Regions from separate parts of the Mus musculus genome. Here region 1 is linked to region 2. A link is a contact called in public promoter capture Hi-C data. All regions are on one chromosome and are shown on one strand. Each heading gives the region's core, a stretch centred on a gene start, on an enhancer-like site or on the middle of the called end of the contact. The rest is flanking DNA. Distances are from core to core; before and after follow the strand shown.

Region 1 (2,700 bases), core at 171-2,670, 52 kb before region 2:
CCCTGAACCATCTCTTCAGCCCTTCCAACAGCAGAACTGGAGAGATGTCTCAGAGGTGACGCACACTCATTGGCTGTTCTTCCTGACCCAGGTTCAGATCCCAGTACGCGTATGGTGGCTCCCAATTGTCTTTAACTCCAGTTCTAGGGGCTCTAACACCACCTCCTTCTGGTCTCCACAAACACTGTAAGGAGGAGGTACACAGCCACACATGCAGAGAAAACACCCATACACATACATTTTTGTAAATTAAATAACAATCCCGAATTCTGGTTGTTTGTCTTCAGGGAGCCCAGTTCTCACTGCTGGTAGTGAGAGAAGCTGGGCTGGTGGTCTCTCCGATGAGGGTCTCTCTATGCCTCTCTATTATATAAAGAAAGTCTGAATTATCTCTTAGCTTGAAGAGGTTTCCCCCCCCCCTCTAGAAGACAAAGTTCATTTTCCTACCCATCTCTCATCTCTTTATCTAAAGGTGTAGCCATGGATGCCTGAAATCTCCAGGTGCGGTGAGAAGCCCTGGGTCAAATATAAGATGGTGAAGTGGTTGAGGGAAGACACCTGACAGCGACCTCTGGCCTCCACACACACGTGCACAGGCACCTGCATGCACACGTGTGCTCACAATCAGGAACACATCCACACGCCCACACACACCACACACATATACACACACAAAGGAAGCGGGGCTGGGCTGTGGGGAAGAAGGATGCCACATCTGCAGTCCTCTCCAGCCCCATCCCTCTCCCCACCGCCTTGACCTCCCTGAAGGCTTGCTCCCTGCTCAAGATCACAAGGGAGCTACCCTCACAGAACCTAGGCTTTGCAGCCAATTTTTTTTTTTTTTTTTGCGCGGGTGGGGGTGGGGTTGGGTAGGGGTCACATAAACTTCCTCGAAGTCCATCAACCTCTTGTTACTTAACTCCACGTTTCCTGTTTATTTGTTGGGTTTTCCAAGGTGCGATTTGCATATAATTCAGGAACTGTGAGTAGTAAGAGTCCCTGTCCCAGTCCCCACCCCCAGCCCCCTGCTTGCCAACTGGCCGATTTTTAGGAAGCACAATTGTTACTGAAACACTTGGAGGCTCCCTGCTGTGGGTGATCCTGCAATGTGGACCTGTGCCCACACATCACAGGAAGGCCACAGAGAAGAAGATTGTCCACGCCCCTTCCTCCTCTTTTCCAAAGCCCTCATCCCTAACTGAAAATGCTTTCATGTTTCAAATGTGACCCAACAGATAACCCGGGCCACCAGGAAGGTTGGACCAGTACCACCCTGCCCACAAACTCCAACAAAGTCTGGTAAACAGGGCTGAATGCTAACCAGTGTGGTTAGGTCATGGGCTGCCTGCCCAGAGGAAGGAAGGAAGAAGCCGCTCTTTCTAACTCACATAAAATCGTGAAAGGGGCTCCTTGTTGCCAAGCTTGGGCGTGTGTGCCAGCTGCCTGTGTCAGCAGGAACACTCTATTGTGTGTTACTGTCTCTGTCCCTCTAGAGCCTCACGCATGACAGGCAGGGGCTCAGTCCCTTAGCTACACCCTGCAGCAGCCCAGTAGAGCATGATGGTCCCTCCTGTAATCTTCACAATCTCTATGGAAAGTAGAGACAGGAGGATTCCCACAAGTCATTGAGTTATTATTTTTTATTATCTATTGGTTTTTTTAAATAAACATTTACTCATTTATTTTATGTATATGAGTAGACCATTGCTCTTTTCAGACACACCAGAAGAGGCCATCAGACCACCATTACAGAGGGTTGTGAGCTACCACGTGGCTGCTGGGACTTGAACTCGGGACCTCTGGAAGAGCAGGTGATGCTCTTAACCGCTGAGCCATCTCTCCAGCCCCTATCTATTGGGTTTGGTTGTGGTGCTTTTGAGATCAAGTCTGTTGTAGCTCAGGCTGACTTCAAACTACTATACAGCCAGGACTGGCCTTGAATGCCTGACCCTCCACAGGCAGACATGGCACTGGAGAGGAGCTGAGAGTCATATATCTGGATCATCAAGCAGCATGAAGGGAGGGAGAGAGAGAGAGAGCCACTGGGCCTGGCTGGAGCTTCTGAAGCGTCAAAGCCCACCCTCAAGGACACACTTCCTCCAATAAGGCCACGTGTCTCAATCCTTTCAAGTAGTGCTGCTCCTATGTGAGCACTTTTGTTCAAACTGAGGCACCACAAAGAAGAAGAGGAAGGAGAGGAGAGGAGGAGGGGGGAAGAAAAGGGGATGAAGGAGAGGAGGAGGAGGAAGAAGAAGGAAAAGAAGAATGAGAGGGAGAAGGAGGAGGAGGAGAAGAGGAGGAAAAAGAAAACAAGGAAGAGGAAGAAGAAGAAGGAGGAGGAGGAGGAGGAGGAGGAGGAGGAGACTCTCTAAAGTTGTCTTCTGATCTCTACACACAAGCACCATGGCACCTCTATCCACCCCCATCACAAATACATATCTCATCAAAAATAAGTTATAAAAACCTATAAAATAAGCATTTAAGGAAAGTATGCGATAGATAGCATAGTGGCAAAATAAAGAGGGAAGTATTGATTTTTTAATTAACAGCTTCATAGATGAACATTATAGATGTGTATTGTGACTATACTGTGATCATATTCACCTCATAACCTCTCATCTCCTCCCTCCTCCTGCTGATCCCTTCCTTCTTCCTAGTCCTCCTCTTCCCCTTGTGTCTTGTGTGCCGGCACATGTGAGT
Region 2 (2,700 bases), core at 55-2,554:
AACGTCCCTGGGTTTGTAAACTGGAGACCCAGCCTGCCTTGGCTTCTCCCTAGGGGCAGCTTATCTTCCTGGTAGGTTTTTTGTGTGTACTTGTCTTGGTTTGTTTGGACTTCGTGTCTTTCTTGAGACTCTTTGGAAATGCTTTTTGGGTGTGAGTTTTGAGTCAGTTGGGATGTGTTTGTAACCGGGTGGTGAGACCGGAGACTTTACTGTGACCTGACATTATCCGGGGACTTGGCAGGTATGGGGGGGGGGGTGGCGTTGGAGAGAGGTAGGAATGACAGGTGGTGCTGAATGGGACGGAACACCTCCCACACTCCCACACTAGCTCTGTTGTCCTCCCTGCCTCTATCTCTCCGGTCCATGGCTCAGCAGCTCTCTCCGTTCATTGTCTCCTTGTATCCCTGGGTCATGCGTTCCTGTGCTTTGGGCAGTGTCTTTATTTTTCAGGGCGCCTATCTATCTTCCTCCCCCACCCCCACCTCGTCTTGGCTCCATTTTGCCCTTCTCCTTGCCAGAAGCCAGACTCTGCGGCTTCCACCAGGGACCGAGCTGACTGACTGGGACTGAGGGAGGCTTGCCTGAGAAAGACTGCAGAGTTAGCCTGGATGAAGCAGGGATCCCAGGGGGATCCGGAGCTTGGGGGTTTGAATCTCAGGGATCCTGAGAAGACAGGAGGGAGCTGCCAAGCTGGGGAGAGGTTCTGGAAGAAGGGAACAGAAAAAAGTTGAGACTAAAAGAGTGTGACCGGCTCTCAGACTTGGGGCGCGCGGGGATGGGGGGAGTGATTTAGGTTGGGATCCGGAGGAGGGGTGTGTGCCAAATGGTGACAAATGGGGTGGAGTGTGAACCTAGAGGGTCTGGCTAGACAGGTGAGCCCGGCTCCCTTCCCCCAGCCGGGCTGCAGCTCTCGCTCCGGTGCTGGGCCTGTGGGAACCCGTTCCTTCCTGCGTGCCCTGGGGCCGCTTCTCCGTGCTTCTCTCCCTCTCTCCAGGAACCGAGCCCAGAAAAAGGGGAGGAGGGACGGCGCCAACTCTCCCCACCCCCGAGCCACCGCGCGGGGTCCCTAGGGGGCTTAGCGGGCCCCTGATGGTGCTGCTGTACCCCAGCATCGGGGTGGCGGGGGATGGGCGTGCGGATCACCTAGTGGAGGCTACGCGCTGGGGAGCACTTGCAGGGCGGGTACCGCACTAGGAGAGGAGCGAGGGGCGGCGCCGGGCGTGGGAGCGCGGGCGCCGGGGCGGGAGTACCGGCGGGGGACGGGCGCGGGGAGGCGGCGCCTGGGCGCGATCCGGCCCCGCGCTGGCTCCTCTCCCCGGAACAGGCCCCCGACAGCTGCTCGCGGGAGCCGCCTCCCGACACCCGAGCCCCGCCGGCGCCTGCGCTCCCCTCCCGCGCCCCGCCGCCGAGGAGGCCCCAAGCCGGGGCCTGACGCCCGGGTCCGCCCCGGAGAGCCATGAGAGGTAGGGACTGAGGCGGGGACGAGCAAGAGGCAAGGGGAGCGGGTTGGGGAACCCCAGTTATGTTTGCTGCCCCGGGATTTTGACTCTCCATCCAAAGCAGAGGGTCCTGACTTTCCGAGAAACTATTCCGAAAAGAGAGCGAGGACCTCTCTTTTCTTGGGTGAGGGGAGAACCTAACTCCAAGAGGACAGGTGCGCGCATATGTAGCCCACTGAGTCATCCTATCGGTGCCTACCCCTCAACCTCCGGTGCCATGCTTACGGACATGCTCGGTTAAGCTGCCCAGGCCAGAGGGAGCCAGCCTGACGCCCAACCTACCAGACCAGCCACGCTCCGTGGTTGCCGGGTTGTGCCAAGAGACGAGGTCACCGCCCAATGAGCAACGCTCCCAGGCTCCCTTTCTGGCCAGGCAATTCTTTTCAGCACCCCCTCTCCCAGCCACCGCCCGGCTGGCCTACAACTGAGTGGCTGAGAAGGATGGAGGTGTGTCCAGACTCGTGTGGCACTCACTGTAGGGACAGGTCACACACAGTAGAATGCTTGAGAACAGGGAGAGATGGTCCTTGTTTTTCTTGCTGTTCTTCCCACCTGAGTCCCACCTGTTCCTGCCTGCTCTTGGCTTCCCTCTGGCTCAGTCACTCTGGATGTTTGGGGGTGGGTGGCTCCGTTCTCTGAGGATCCTGTACCTCAGGGCCTGCGTGTGGCTCACTTTGTCTTCTGATTATAGGAGCTTGTGTCTGCCGTTTAGTATTCGCTAAATGGTGAGATCTGACTTTATAGATTACCTCGGGGTTTGTGGCACACACCTGTAATTAGCCTCTGGTGATAAAGAACTGAAGGTCAGCCTTCCTTGGCATCGTAGTTGAACTTGAGACCTTGTCTCAAACAAAACAAAACAAACAAACAAAAACCCCAACCAACTATCTTGCTGTTAGGAGTACAGGTCTTTAGTTCCAGCACTCGAGTGGCAGAGGCAGGAGAATCTCTCTGAGTTCCAGGCTAGCCAGGGCTACACAGTGAGACAACAAAACCCAAGCAACTAACCAGTCCTTCTCCCCGCCCCAAAGCAACACAAAGAAATCAAACGCACACACAGAAGATGTCAAGATCTGTGTGGAGTGGTGCTGGCTTCGGCAACACATATACTAAAATTGGAAAGATACAGAGAAGACTAATGCGGCCCCTATACAAGCATGACACGGAAATTCATGAACGGTCCTTAATTTTTAAATGATGG

Evidence for each region. Promoter capture Hi-C pulls out the DNA fragments that hold promoters and counts their contacts.
Region 1: a contact with region 2 is called in a promoter capture Hi-C map of the HPC-7 cell line. The contact joins the enhancer-like site here to the promoter of Ddr1 in region 2. A contact is called at or near these places in 5 of 39 promoter capture datasets (the C10 cell line, the HPC-7 cell line, cranial neural crest and 1 more), 1 of 15 datasets of contacts at CTCF or cohesin (CD8 T cells), 2 of 484 Hi-C or Micro-C datasets (CD8 T cells and embryonic fibroblasts), 6 of 115 datasets of contacts at active chromatin or transcription factors (embryonic fibroblasts, embryonic stem cells, epiblast stem cells and 2 more) and 3 of 9 other capture datasets (adipose tissue, liver and pancreatic islet).

Annotation. Positions count from the first base shown.
Region 1 is chr17:35,751,086-35,753,785 of GRCm38.p6, reverse strand. No RefSeq gene overlaps it. Among named protein-coding and RNA genes, the nearest start is that of 4833427F10Rik, 20 kb to the left of the region's middle. Within about 2 kb of position 1,420, at least 117 of the 459 cell types and tissues checked have an H3K27ac peak or open chromatin away from gene starts, as enhancers often do. A contact at or near this core is called in CD8 T cells, the HPC-7 cell line, adipose tissue and 1 more, where this site is marked.
Region 2 is chr17:35,699,194-35,701,893 of GRCm38.p6, reverse strand. It overlaps Ddr1 (discoidin domain receptor family, member 1), which reads left to right and starts at 1,304. Exons shown (of 18, transcript NM_001198833.1): 1 at 1,304-1,463. It overlaps LOC115488883 (a small nuclear RNA gene), which reads left to right and starts at 2,585; the gene lies at 2,585-2,691.